2 separate regions of the Mus musculus genome follow, and region 1 is linked to region 2. A link is a contact called in public Hi-C data. All regions are on one chromosome and are shown on one strand. The core of a region is the stretch at or near the end of the contact, and the rest is flanking DNA. Distances in the headings are between cores, read along the strand shown. Region 1 overlaps Pde8a (phosphodiesterase 8A). Region 2 overlaps Slc28a1 (solute carrier family 28 (sodium-coupled nucleoside transporter), member 1).

What was found. Hi-C and Micro-C count contacts between places; a contact is called where the count stands out from the background.
Region 1: a Hi-C map of bone marrow-derived macrophages shows a contact between it and region 2, with 42 read pairs. The contact joins two enhancer-like sites. A contact is called at or near these places in 2 of 15 datasets of contacts at CTCF or cohesin (the NIH/3T3 cell line and large pre-B cells), 3 of 484 Hi-C or Micro-C datasets (bone marrow-derived macrophages, nephron progenitors and rod photoreceptor), 6 of 115 datasets of contacts at active chromatin or transcription factors (the 230-238 cell line, CD8 T cells, embryonic fibroblasts and 2 more) and 1 of 9 other capture datasets (embryonic stem cells).

The regions. Positions count from the first base shown.
Region 1 is chr7:81,271,054-81,278,339 of GRCm38.p6, forward strand. The region is part of intron 1 of Pde8a (phosphodiesterase 8A); the gene reads left to right. Among named protein-coding and RNA genes, the nearest start is that of Pde8a, 61 kb to the left of the region's middle. Within about 2 kb of position 5,113, at least 11 of the 459 cell types and tissues checked have an H3K27ac peak or open chromatin away from gene starts, as enhancers often do. A contact at or near this core is called in bone marrow-derived macrophages, where this site is marked.
Region 2 is chr7:81,165,976-81,172,913 of GRCm38.p6, forward strand. Slc28a1 (solute carrier family 28 (sodium-coupled nucleoside transporter), member 1) reads left to right here. Exons shown (of 18, transcript NM_001004184.3): 15 at 1,991-2,072; 16 at 2,989-3,087; 17 at 3,192-3,303; 18 at 3,565-4,441. The coding sequence ends at 3,637. Among named protein-coding and RNA genes, the nearest start is that of Gm44968, 37 kb to the right of the region's middle. Within about 2 kb of position 1,341, at least 10 of the 459 cell types and tissues checked have an H3K27ac peak or open chromatin away from gene starts, as enhancers often do. A contact at or near this core is called in bone marrow-derived macrophages, where this site is marked.

The DNA of each region.
Region 1 (7,286 bases), core at 3,863-6,362, 110 kb after region 2:
CCTATTCTTCAATTGTAACTGTGTGTATTTGTTATGTGTCATGGCATCCATGAGGATGTCAGAGAACACACGTGCAGATTCAGTTTTTCTTTCTACTGTTACCTGGTCCTGAGGGTTAAACTCAGGTCATCAGGCCTTCAGGGTATGTGTTTGACCTATGCAGCCCTGCTGCCCTAAATCTTACAAAATCTTTAAAAACAAATCTTTTTAAAAATTAATTAATTATTTAATTTACTTTACATCCTGATCACAGCTTCCCCTTCCTCCCTCCACTCCACCGAGTCCGTTCCTTTCTGCTTCCCACCTTCCTTTCTCTTCAGGAAGGGAGGGCTCCCATGGATGTCAGCCCACCGTGGCATATCAAGCTGCAGTAGGACTGGGCACATCTTCCCCTATTGCAGCCAGACAAGGCAGCCCAGTTAGGAGGAAGGGATCCAAAGGCAGGCGACAGAGTCAGAGACGGCCCTGCTCCTGATGAAAACAATAAATCTTTTCTTTTCTTCTCTTTTCTAGAATTATTTATTTATTTATTTCATGTATGTGAGTACACTGTCACTGTCTTCAGACACACCAGAAGAGGGCAACAGATCCCATTACAGATGGTTGTGAGCCACCATGTGGTTGCTGGGAATTGAACTTAGGACCTCTGGAAGAGCAGTCAGTGCTCTTAACCACTGAGCCATCTCTCCAGCCTTGAAAACAATAAATCTTAATAAATTAAAAAATACTTAAAAAGATTTTAAGACTAAACTCAAAAATCCTTTTTGTTTTGTTTTCAGACAAGGACTTGTGTAGCCTAGGCTGGCCTCAAACTCACTATGTAATCAAGGCTGGCTTTGAACTCTTCATCTTCCTACCTCCTGAATGCTTCAGGTTACAGGTGTGTACCACCACATTCGTCTTCAGTAACTATTAATTTGTGACTAATATCTTGTCAGCTTGACACAAACAAGGAAGTTTGTGTCTGGGAAGAGGAAAATGCCTCTATAATCTGGCTTGTAAGCAAACCTGTTAGCCATTCTCTTGACTGATGGTAGATGTGGGAGGGCCAAGCTCACTGGGTGGTTCTACCCTGAGCAGATGGTCCTGGGCTGTATGATAAAGTAAGCTGATCTAGCCACAGAGAGCAAGCCAATCAATAGCATCCCTCTGTAGTCCCTGCTTTAGCTCCTGCCTTGAGTTCCTGCTCTGACTTTTCATCATGACAACTACAAACTGCAAGGTGAACTAAACCCTTTCCCCACAAAGTACTTTGGTGATGATTTTTTTTTTTTTGAGACAGGGTTTCTCTGTGTAACCCTGCCTGTCCTGCACTCACTCTGTAGACAAGGCTGGCCTCGAACTTACCTGCCTTTTCCTCCCAAGTGCTGCTGGGGTTAAACGGATGTGCTGCCATCACTACCCCAGCATGTTTGTAGTTTGGATCAGAGTAATAAAACACAAATTAGGACACAACTCTTTATTGTTGTTAACAGTGGTTTCTAGAGACAAGGTTTCTCTGTGTAGCCCGGGCTGTCCTGGAACTGGCTCTATAGACCAGGCTACCCTTGAACTCAGAGATCTGCCTCCCTCTTCGTCTCTGCTACAGTGATTAAAGGCGTGCATCACCATGCCCATCAGGACACAACTCTTGAACATACTGTGGTTTCCTTATTATCTAAAACAATCTAAAAGTGTCAGCTACATTTGAAGCTGAAAGATAAAATAAAAGCTATGTTATTAAAATTGATTTGAAAAAATTATTATACACTATTATTAAAAATTATATAATATATAATATATATTATTAAAATTATATATTATATTATATATAATATATTATTAAAATTAATATACATTATTATTATAAATAGTAATGCAAAACCTAGATTAAAGTGGCTGTGACCTGAAGGTCAGTTGACTTTGATTTTGAGGCGTGAGAAAAGGATGGATGCAGGAAGTCCAGTGGCCCCTCCCTTTTCTGGAGCAGACAGGGAGGTGTTTACTCTGAGAACCTGTCACTTACATCTGCTCACTGAGTGATGTCATCAGATTTCCTGGAGGGGGTAATTTTTTTGCTAGGTGGTAATGGTAGGGAAGGAGGTGTGCGCAGGGGTCAGTAGCTGTCTGATTGTCTGGCTGGACTGATACTGTGCTCCACAGAGGTCCTAAGATCCGGATATTCCCTGTAGACAGGATGTAAGGCTAAATGCAGTCTAGTTATAAATAAATAAAATGTTCAGTGGAGATTTGCTGAAACATGGACCTTGTACAGTGATGCTCCTAAAACTCTACAGTGGCTGTAATTTGGTCTTAAATCTTGTTTGTTTGTTTGTTTGTTTGCTTGTTTTTCGAGACAGGGTTTCTCTGTATAGCCCTGCCTGTCCTGGAACTCACTTTGAAGACCAGGCTGGCCTCGAACTCAGAAATCCGCCTGCCTCTGCCTCTCAAGTGCTGGGATTAAAGGCGTGTGCCACCACCGCCTGGCTTTAAATCTTTTAAAGAATGAACATATTATTTTCTTTATTTTTCAAAGTTACTCCAGTAAATGGGTTAGGCTAGTTTTATAAGTTGAGACTATATAATTATGGCTTCTTTCCCAAAAGTTACCTCACCAACTTTTTCAAAGATTTTTTTTTTTTAATGTATGTGAGCTTGTGTGCTACATTTATGTAGGGGGCCTACAGAGGCACAGGAAGATGGTATCAGATTCTCTGAAATTGGAATTAAAGGCGGTTGTGAGCCACGATGTGCTAGGAACCAAATCTAAGTCTCCACATGAGCAGTGAGCACTGTAACCACCGAGCCGTCCTCTCCAGCCTGCTGTCTCAGGTTTCTCTGTGTAGCCCTGGTTTTCCTGACCTTGCTTTGTAGATCAATCGGGCCTGGAACTCAGGGACCTGTCTGTCTGCCTCCCACTGCTGCTCACCGATGTCTGGAGTAGGTCACGTGCTTGGTGTTATTTGCCTCTGTGCTTCTGTCCTGGCCCTCAGCTTGACTTAACAATGTAAGTTTATTTTATTTTGTGTATTTTTTTTTCCTGAGATAGGATCTCACGAAGAAAATACACAAAATAAAATGAACTAACCATCCGGTGGCTACTGTGAGTGCTTAGCTGAGAGTCACATGACTTGTCACCCAGCCTTAAAACATTTCTGCTTAGTGACAATGTTTCTACACTTAAGAAACACATGTCTTTCCTGCATAAGGGGTCTTGTAGTGCTTCCGACAAATTGTAACACTCCAATTTCCATAGCTTTTTATCTGCCTTAGAGTGCACAGTTTCCCATCATCATTTGTTGAAGACTGTCCTCTTCCCCGGTGAGTTGTCTTGGCATCTACAGATTATTTGAGGATATGTGCTAAATGTCTCTCTAGTCTCTCTGTTCGTTTCTTTGTCTATACCAGCACCATGTGACTTTGATTGCTGTAGTTTTGTATTAAGTTTTGAAATTAGGAAGTGTCTTGCAGGTCATTCATCCATTTGCAAGAGTGTTTTGGCTAGTAGGGATCCCCTGAGTTTCCATATGAGTTGTAGAATGCATGTTTCTCTTTCTGCCAAAAAGAAAAGAAAGGAAAATCACAGAGATCTTAATAAGGACCCTGATGACTGTATGGATTGCTTTAGGTAGCAGTGGCATCTTAGTGATGTTGTCTTTTAATCTATAAACATGTGCTTCCATTTAGTTAGTGAAAAGCTTTTGGTGTGTATGTGGCATGTGTGCATGGTGTGTGTGTGTGTATGTGTGTGTGTGTGTTAACTCAGGAGGTCTCAGTTGGTACTGCCTCTGTCACCTTCCTCCTCCTCTTCCTCTTCCTCCTCTTCTTCTTTCTACTTTTCCTCCTCATTATTGTGGTTTTTTTGAGACAGTCTCACTGTATAGCCCTGGCTGGCTTGGAACTCACTGTGTAGATCAGGTGGGCCTACACATAAAGATTCAAACTCCTAATGACTCAACTGCCCCTGGGATTGATTAAAGGTGTGTGCAGCTACACCCAGCCTTTCTCTCTCTCTCTCTTTTTAAGTACCAGAGACCTGGGAGGTGAGAGACTCTCAGGACTCAAAGGGAGGGGCCTTAGATGAAATGCCCAAAAGTGGGGAGAGGGAACTCGTAAAGTCCACCTCCAGTGGAAAGACGGGGCATCAAGTGGAGGGATGGGGTTGCCATCCCACTTGTTCCTGTCTAAAAGAACTGCAAGGACATAAAAGGAGAAGAGACTGAGGGAAAGGAGGTCCAGTGACCGACTCAATTTGGGATCCATCTCAAGGGGAGGCCCCAAGGCCTGACACTATTACTGATGCTACGGTGAGCTTACAGACAGGAGCCTCTCATGTCCTCTGAGAAGTCCAACAAGCAGCTGAAAATTCAGATGCAGATACTTAAACCCAACCACTGGACTGAAGTTGGGGACCCCTGTGGTTGAATTAGGGAAAAAGCTGGAAGAAGCTGAGGAGGAGGGTAACCCTATGGGAAGGCCAGCAATCTCAACCAACCCAGACCCCTGAGATCTCTCAAACACTGAACCACCAACCAGGCAGCATACACTAGCTGGTCCAAGGCCCGACACATATACAGCAGAGGACTGCCTGGTCTGGTCTCAGTGGGAGAAGATGCCCCTAACCCTAGAGAGACTTGAGGACTCAGGGAGTGGGAAGTCCTGGCTTGGGGGTGGAAATAAAAGTAATTAAAAAACAACAACAACAAAAGATGCTGTCTCCTTGAACCTGGAGCTTACTGTTTTACTTAAACTGGTTGGCAAGTGAGCCCCTGAGACCCGCTTGTCTCTGTCCCCACCCAGTACTCGGGTTATCAATGTACAACTCTTGCCTGACTGTGCCACAGATTCAAGCTGGCACAGAACACATTTGCCGACTGAGCCATCTCCCTAGCTGAATATTATTTTTTTCACTTCTCTATCAAGTGCATCCTTTCCACATTCCTTTCAGGTTACTAAGTCTGGTAATGTATCTGATGTTTATAACTTGTATGCTGCTGAATTCATTTACTAGTTCTAGCAACTTTCCTGTGGGATCCTCAGGTTTTCTTTATTTAAGGTTGCATCATCCATGAGTAAAGATAGCTTTCTCCTTTTCCATTTTAATGGCTCATTTGTCTTCCTTGCCTCATTGTTTTGTCTAGAGCTTCAGTGACTGTTGAACAAAAGTGGAGAAGCAGGCTTCTGTCCTCGTTCCTAACGTTAGAGGAACTGCTTCCTCTCTTTGCCTGCTGGGTGTGCTTGCTGAGGGCTTGTTATGGCTAGTAGTTCTCTTCTACTCCTAGATAACCACTGTTGTCAGGAAAAGATGTTTATTTAGAATCTTGTCAGATGCCTCTTCTGCATCAGCTGGGATTATCATATGGTATCCCCTCCACTCGGTTAGCGCACTGTATGTGCTGATTTTCATACATTAGATCATCCTGATATCCCAAGAATAACTCTCATCTGGTGAATGGTATATCATTATTGGTGTGTGTGTGTGTGTATGTGTGTGTGTGTGTGTGTGTGTGTGTGTGTGTTGTACACATGTATTTGTGTGAGTGTCCATGTGGAAGCCAGAGGTCAATCTCATTGTTTTTCTTCAGGAGCTGTTTAGCTTGGGGCTTTGTTTGTTTGTTTTGTTTTTTTGTTATGCTTTTTATTTGCTATTTGTGCATGGGCATGAGCACATGGGTGGAGGCAGGCATTTAGCTGTCTAAGAACTACTTCAGAGAGCAGTTCAGCAGACCTTACCTATCTCCTTCCACCTTTATGTGGGTTCTGAGGCTCAAACTCAGGTCACTGACTTGTGTGGTAACATCTCACCTTATGAGGTAGGATCTGCCGCTGGTCCAGAGCTCATCAGTTTGTCTAGACCAGTGAGTACCAGGGATTCACCTGTCTTTGCCTCTGCAGTGCTGGCTTTTTGTTTTTGTTTTTGTTTTTTAAGGAGGATGCTCGGTATCAAGCTCAGGTTCTCATGCCTGTGCGGCTACCACTTTACCCAGGTGTAACCATGGAACTGGACTTTGGGCTGCTTTGTGGGCTCCTTTTCTGCCACCTTTCTCCACCCCTATTCCACCTTTCCAACACCACAACACTAGGTAGGAGAGAATGAAGGCTAGCAGAGAAAGGGGGTGTCGATATCGTTAGACTACTTTTCTGATTAGGGGCATTTGAGTTCCTTGGGGCAAAGTTTAATCTTTGCTGTCAGGTTATCCAATTTCTTCTCATCTCTTTGCACATGACTATTGACAAACCACAACAACAGCAATCAGTAACAGCTGCTGCTGCCGCCGCCGCCGCCACTGCCACACCCCTCTCAGGGCTCTAGCATTTGTATGACCCTCCCAAGAGTCACCAGAATTTCAGATATCATACACTTGCAGAAACTGGCTGCAGCTGGTGAAATCACGCTCCTGCTAGAGCGTGCGGCAAATCATAGTCAGCTGCTGTGGACAATCTAAGGCAGCTCCGTATTCCACACCTGGGATGATACTCAAAACACATTGTTGTAACATGTCTGCTTTTAAAGAAACCAAAATTCTCACTACATAACCATTCTAATATGCTACTGGGTTGAGTTTGCTAGCGTTTGTTGAGGATTTTTATATCCAGTTCCTATGGAATATTGGTGTATAGCTTTCCCGTATCTCTGTCGAATTTGGGTGTCAGGGTAATACTACATTTATAGAATGACATGGGAAGTATTTCCATCTCTTCAGTTGTCTGGGAAACTTTGAAGAAGATTGATACTAATTCTTTAAATGGTAGAATTCATCAAAGAAGCCATCAATCCTAGGATTTTTGTCTATTCAGATTTTCTGTATTGGTGTGATTTAATCTCAGATTTTGTGTTTCTAAAAATTTGTCTGTTAGATCCAGGTTATCCATAATTAAATAAAGGTGCATAACTGTTCATTGTATTTCTACAATCTTTTTTATTGACAGATAATTTGAATATATCTGCTTTCATTTGTGATTTAGTGATTTGAGGCTTTTCTCTTTTCTCTTTGTCTAACTAAAGGTTCATCAACGTGTTTTTCCTAATAATCACATTTTGGTTTTATTGGTTTCTTCTATTGTCTATTCTTTATTTTACTTTAGCCCTACACTAATCTTTATTATTTCCTTTCTCCTGAAAGCTTTGGTAATGTTTTTTTTTTTTTTTTTTTTTTTTAGTTCCTTAAAATATAAAGTTAGGTTGACAGCTTGAGATCTACTGTGATATTTAATTTTTTTAATTAAGTATCACTTGTGGAGGTGCAGGTGCCCTTGGAGGCTGGGGCAGCAGATTCCCCTGGAGCTGGAGTCACAGGCTGTTGTGA
Region 2 (6,938 bases), core at 91-2,590:
CAGTTACCCCCAGAAATAAAGCTGCACTGGAAGTCTGTATTTGAAGGCATGTTGAGGGCTGAAGATGAAGCCCATTTGGCAGAATGTTTGAATGGCATGCACAGAGCTCTGGGTTTGATCCCCAGCACTGCACAAATTGTTAAGCCCAATCCTCAGTTAGCAGAGGCAGGAGGATCACAAATTCAGGACCATACTTGGCTACTTAGAGAGTACCAAGAGGGTTGGAAAGATGGCTCAGCAGTTTAAAGCACTAGTTGCTCTTCTAGAGAACCTAGGTTCAATTTCCAGCACCCACATGACAGCTCAGAACTCTATAACTCCAGTTCCGAGAGCTCTGATATCCTCATATGTATGCACATGCAGGCATAACATCAAAGCACATTTAAAGAAAATGTGTTTAAAGAAAAGAATTCCAGAAAAATTTTCTTACCTTTAGAATGTTTCCAGTTTTGCTTTGAGACAAAGTCTCATTAAGTTACCCAGGCAAGCCTTCAGTTCATAGTCCTCTAACCTCCATCTAACTAGGAGTTCAAGGCCAGGCCACCAGGCCTAGATTATTTCTGTTATGGCTTTCTGTAATTTCCCCCTATTATTCCCTCCTCTTAATTTTGTTTGAAAGAATTTAATTTTTTTAAACAATAATTTTTATACCAAACCTTTCTCTCTGAAAGATTTCCCTTTTCCATTCCCTTCTTTCTAATCTTATAAAGTGGTTGTGTAAGTATCAAATTCCAGAAACAAAAACAAACAAACAAAAATTCCAGAAACAACGAGATGAACTGGTAAGACCTTGAGCTGAGCTGGACAGGACTGGATGCCGCCACCTCTGGCACAGCTGCCTTGTCTATGTGAGCTTCTGCCACTGGACTTTGTGAGCCTTAGCGTATTTAGTCAACCCCCAAATGAGTAGGACACAACTACCTTGAAGCTATAGTCATTATCCTATGGTAGCCTATGGTTTTATGTTTAAAATACGTCTTTTCTTCAGTGGTCTAAAATTTACTTAATCTATGGTGTGAGGCATGAGTAGCAAGCAATTACTTCAAAGTGTTCCATTTTTGTTTGTTTGTTTTTGTTTTTCGAGACAGGGTTTCTCTGTATAGTCCTGGCTGTCCTAGAACTCACTTTGTAGACCAGGCTGGCTTCAAACTCAGAAATCCTCCTGTCTCTGCCTCCTGAGTGCTGGGATTAAAGGCTTGCGCCACTATGCCCCGGCTGTTTGTTTTGTTTTTAAGCTCCTAATAAGGAGAGGTTTGTATCTTTTTTGTTTAGACTTGTTTACTTTATGTATGAGGGCTCTATCTGCATGTACACCTACATTCCAGTAGAGGGCATCAGAGCCCATTATAGATGGCTGTGAGCCACCAGTGGTTGCTGAATTCAGGTTCTCTGGAAGAGCAGTCAGTGCTCTTAACCACTGAGCCTTCTCGCCAGCCCCTAAAGTACAGGTATTTGCAGAGACCAGAAAGAAGCAAGAGACTGCAGAGATGGGAGAAAAGGTGGCCTTTGGCACACTTGAACCAGCCTGAATCAGAACCCAAAAAGCTGGTAATTGGACAGGGGATGTAGCTTAGCTGGTAGAGTGGCCTAGCATACATGAAGCCCTGGGTTCGATTTCCAGCGCTGCACAAGTTGGGCACAGTGCTGTAGATTACTGTCTGTAACTTCAGAGGTGGAAGCAGGAAGGTCAGGAGTTCGAGATCATTCTTGATATAATGAGCTCGAGGACAGTCTAGGGCGACTTGAGGTTCTGTCTCAAAAACACAAAACAAAAGGTGTGTCTTAAGGACACAGGCTGAAGGACAGCTGAGAGAGAGGCTTGTGGGGGGTGGGGGGTAGCTGAGTACGAGCTGACTTAGAGTGGGAGCATGTGGCCAGCAGAGCTCTATCACAGGGGCTCCAAGACCAAGGCCATAAAGGAACTGAGTGAATGAAGGCCAGGGATGCTTCATGTCCTGGAGGGAGGCCTCCTTGTAATCTGCATTTTCAGGTCAGAGCAGAGATCCTGACGACGTATGCCCTCTGTGGATTCGCCAACTTCAGCTCCATTGGCATCATGCTGGGGGGTCTGAGTGAGTCCCGGGCTGGGCAGCTCCCAGGGGACAGGAGAACTCCAGGGGAGGGTGGGGAGGGTTGGTGGGACAATATGCAGAGTAAAGGGTGGAGGTCACAGGTAAATGGAGGACAGACACCCTCACCGCAGCCCCTTTCTGCTCCCTTCCCCGCTCCCTACATACACACACACACACACACACACACACACACTCAAAAAAAATGTGAGTTTTCTGGCTTACCTCTGCTTCTCACTATGCTCTCACAGCCGGCCAGGGAGAGGAAGGTCCCTCATGAACGTGGCTCTGCATGCATGGGCACAGCAGCCTTTCAGGGTAGAGAAAAATGAGGTGATGGCCAGGAAGGGTCTTGGCCTGGACCTAGTCCTTGATTTGCCACATTGGGGACTCATCTTCCTAGCTGGGCATAGTGACATACATCCACAACCCCTTCATCCAGAAGAATGAAATCAGAGAATCCTGACTCAAAGCCAAGGCTGGGCTGTATGAGACCTTGTCACAAACCAAACAATAGCACACACTCCAAGGGCTGGGGTGTAGCTCAGTTGCTAGAGCTTGCTCTACATGCTCAGGGTCCTGTGTTTTATCTCCAGTACCACGTAGACTGGGCACAGTGGCTCATGCCTGAAATCTCAACATTTGGAGCATCTGGGAGCAGCAGGAAGATCAGGAATTTAAAGTCATTCTTGACTACATGGGGGAAGTTCAAGGCCAGCTTGGGCTGTGTGAGACCCTGATGAGAGAGAGAGAGAGAGAGAACTTCTATCTTTCCTCCTGCTACAGTGGGTGATGGTGAAGAGGACATAATTGGATGCTGGGCCAGAGAGCAAAGCCAGGAGGGCAGTGCCAGGGCTTCAGGAAATGGGCAAAGGGGTGGGTGGCTTCCTTGGCCCTAAGCTCTCTTGCACCCCGGCAGCCTCCATGGTCCCCCAGCGGAGGAGTGACTTCTCCCAGATTGTGCTACGGGCACTGATCACAGGGGCCTTCGTGTCCCTGGTAAACGCCTGTGTGGCAGGTGAGTGCTGTGCAGCGGCCTCAGAATTCCGACCCCTTGCTTTCTACCCCCTCTCAGGCAGTGCTGGCTCCTGAGCCAACTCTCCAGGTTGTTTCCTTCCACAGGGATCCTCTATGTGCCCCGGGGGGTCGAGGTGGACTGCATGTCTCTTCTGAACCAAACTGTCAGCAGCAGCAGCTTTGAGGTTTACCTGTGCTGTCGCCAAGTCTTCCAAAAGTGAGTGCCTGCCTGGGCTGTATGTGAGAGTCATAGAGCAAAAAACCCAAGTACCCTCTTGCTTTTGGCACTAGGAGCCAGGGTACCTGGGTACGAATGTCATGGCTGCAGCAGCCTTGACCAAGAGAGGAAGAAATAAAGGCTTAAAGACAAAGGCTGGGGAGGAAAGGTAGACTAGAGATGTGGAGTGACTTTCCCAGGGCTGCACAGCCTATTAATTGCTATAGAAGCAGCCTGGATAGTGTACTGCTTTCTTTTCAGCACCAGCTTGGAGTTTGGCCAAGAGGCACTGCACAACTGCTGTCGATTTTACAATCACACAGTCTGCACGTAGCTGGGACCAAATATCTTCCTAACCTCAAGGCTCATCCATCCTGGATAAGGCCATGGGACTCACCACGACTTCCATCCCACAGCTGGGAAAAGGCGCTGCAGTGAATGACAGACGCCTCACACCCTGGTCCCGTTGCTGCTCCCCATGTCCTACCTCTCCAAGTGTGGGTTCCCAGTGTCTAGTCGGCCCCCTCGCCCTCTGAGAGCAGACATTCTGGTCCTCTCTATTCCTCTTTCTTTGGGACCCTCATGTGCACCTGCCCAAAGCCTCCTCCCTGCTCCCTTCCAAGCACCGGACTTGCTGGGTGCCCCCAGAAGCTGTCTCTAGAGACCTTCTTCCGCCCAGTCTCCAAGAGTGCTTTCCACCCCAGTGTCCTGTGGGGCACCATCTCATTAGGTGTGATGTCAGAGTGGCCCAGGCTCCACTCTGACTCGGTAAAGTTTGATGCGAGCTTGGTGGGTTTGTTGATGTTCTAGATGGGTCTCATGTAGCTCCTTCTAGCATTGACCTTACTCTGTAGCTGAGGTCACCCTATTCCTCTGTCCTCCCGCCGTCACCCCTGAGTGTCAGGAGTACAGGTGCGCACTATCACACTGCGGCCATAAGGACTTCTTGTTTGGGCTGTTGAGAGATCTCAGTGGGTAAAGGCATCTGCTGCTAACTTGATGAACTGACTCTGATGCCTGGACCCCCAAGGTGAAAGAGGGAAGCCATCTCTGCATGCTGTCCTCTGACCTCTACATATGTGCGTGGCACATGCTCTGCCCCTCCCAACTAAAAATAAAGTATAACTTAAAACCTTTACTATTTGTGTGTACAGTGTGTATGTGAGTGCCATCAGGGAGGTGTGGAGACCAGAGAACAACTTTCGAGAGTTGGTCCCCTTCTACTTTATGTGGGTTCTGGGGAAGCTCTTTACCCGCTGAGCCAACTGCCTGCCCAGGAGCTTTCTTTGTTGGTTTTTGCTGGTTGGTTTGTGACAAGGTCTTACTATGTAGCCCTGGCTGGAACTATGTAGACCAGACTGATCTGGACCTCACAAAGTTCCTCCTGTCTGTTTCCTGAGTGCACCATGGTAGTTTTTTTAAAAAAATGTTGCTTTTTGTTTGTAATTCTTTGTCTCTATAGTCTTATATCTACTTTGTTTGTGGGTCCTTCCTGGGTTGTTCTTTTATGTCTCCTAACAATATCTTCTCTGGCTCAGCTCAGCCTCTCCTGGCTCAACTGTCACCAGCTGTCTTTTCTTCATAGTCGGCTTTCATGTGTCTCTTATTTTCACTCTTCAGAATCTCTCCTCTTCCTCTCCTCTCCTCTCCTCTCCTCTCCTCTCCTCTCCTCTTCCTCTTCCTCTTCCTCTTCCTCTTCCTCTTCCTCCCCTCCCCTCCCCTCCCCTCCCCTCTTCTTCCCTCCCCTCTTCTCCCCCTCCCTTCCCCTCCTCTCCTTCTACTCTGACCCCACTCCTCTGTCCCTTATCCCCCACTTCTGCCTGCTCCCCAGTCCTACTACTCTTCTAAGCCTACTCCTAACTCAATCTCCTCTCAGCCTCTGATGGCTTTTATATCCTGTCCTATTCCCAGAAGTCCAAGAGCCAACTGTCACTGAAGAACATAGGATCATGTAAAGGGCCAGACACATAAACTATTTCATACGACATACCGTCTCCCAGTTCCAAGAACTTCTCTCTCTCTCTCTCTCTCTCTCTCTCTCCTTTTAAAGATTTATTTTACTTATGAGTACACTGTAGCTATCTTCAGACACACCAGAAGAGGGCATCAGATCCCATTACAGTTGGCTGTGAGCCACCATATGGTTGCTGGGAATTGAACTCAGGACCTCTGGAAGAGCAGTCAGTGCTCTTAGCCGCTGAGCCATCTTTTCGTGACCGAAGCATCTTTTTGAAGGCTTCCTGGAATACACGTGGGCAAATATCTGAGTCACACTGCTTTATTCCCTCAACTGCGATACAAGCAAATGTTCGCACACTCGGGGATCAGGCTTGACTGATTAATGGTTTTCATTCAGTCTCTACAATACTCCTGTGAGGTTGGCACTGTTGTTATCCATAGTTGAAAAATCAGAGGCCCAGAGAGGTTAAGTAACCTGCCCAAAGAAACAAAGCTAGAAAGAAAAGGCAGATTTAAGCCCAGGGCATTAAATTCTGTAATCTGTGACATGTAACGTCTCCACTAGGCTACTAGTGTTGGAGAACTCTGTTGCATGAGCAAACTCTTGTTTTTTCTTCCTGCCTCATCTCCGGATATTTGTTTCTAGCCTGTGCTGCTTAGTTTTTGTCAACTTGATCTAAACCAGAGTCACATGGCAACAGAAGAATTGCCTTCATGGGCCCTTGGGCAAGTCTGTGGAGCATTCTTTTGATTGTTTATTATATGGAAGAGCCCTGTCCACTCTGGGTAGTTCTATCCCTAGGCAGGTGGTTCTGGGCTGTGTAGGAAAGCAGACTGAGCAAGGTGTGGAGAGCAAATGGTCTTTGCTTCAGTTCCTCCCTCAGCTTCCCTGGGGGTAAGACCTATGATGGATATTTGTGAGCCAAATAAACTCTTCCCAAGCTGATTTTAATCAGTTTTATCGAAACAACAAAAGGAAACTAAAGAAATTGGTATCACGGGAGGCAGAGGCAGGTGGATTTCTGAGTTCAAGGCCAGCCTAGTCTAGAAAGTGAGTTCCAGGACAGCCAGGGCTATTCAGAGAAACCCTGTCTTGAAAAACCAAAGAAAGAAAGAAAGAAAGAAAGAAAGAAAGAAAGAAAGAAAGAAAGAAAGAAAGCAAGCAAGCAAGCCGGGCGTGGTGGCACACGCCTTTAATCTCAGCACTCGGGAGGCAGAGGCAGGCAGATTTCTGAGTTCAAGGCCAGCCTGGTCTACAGAGTGAATTCCAGGACAGCCAGGGCTATTCAGAGAAACCCTGTCTCGAAAAACCAAAAAGAGGAAGAAAGAAGGAAGGAAGGAAGGAAGGAAAGAAGGAAGGAAGGAAGGAAAGAAGGAAGGAAAGAAGGAAGGAAGGAAAGAAGGAAGGAAAGAAGGAAAGAAGGAAGGAAAGAAAGAAAGAAAGAAAGAAAGAAAGAAAGAAAGAAAGAAAGAAAGAAAGAAAGAAAAAGAAATTGGTATCAGAGAGTGGGATTTTGTGAGATTTGGAAAGGACTGTAGAACTTTTTGGAACTTTGGGCTGGGAAAGCTTAGAACTTAGGTTATTCTTTGGGAACTTGGAGGACAAGAATGTTGAGAGAGAAATGCAAGTGATGGAGACTTGGTTTATGAAGATTCTGAGACTTTCAGGACTATTT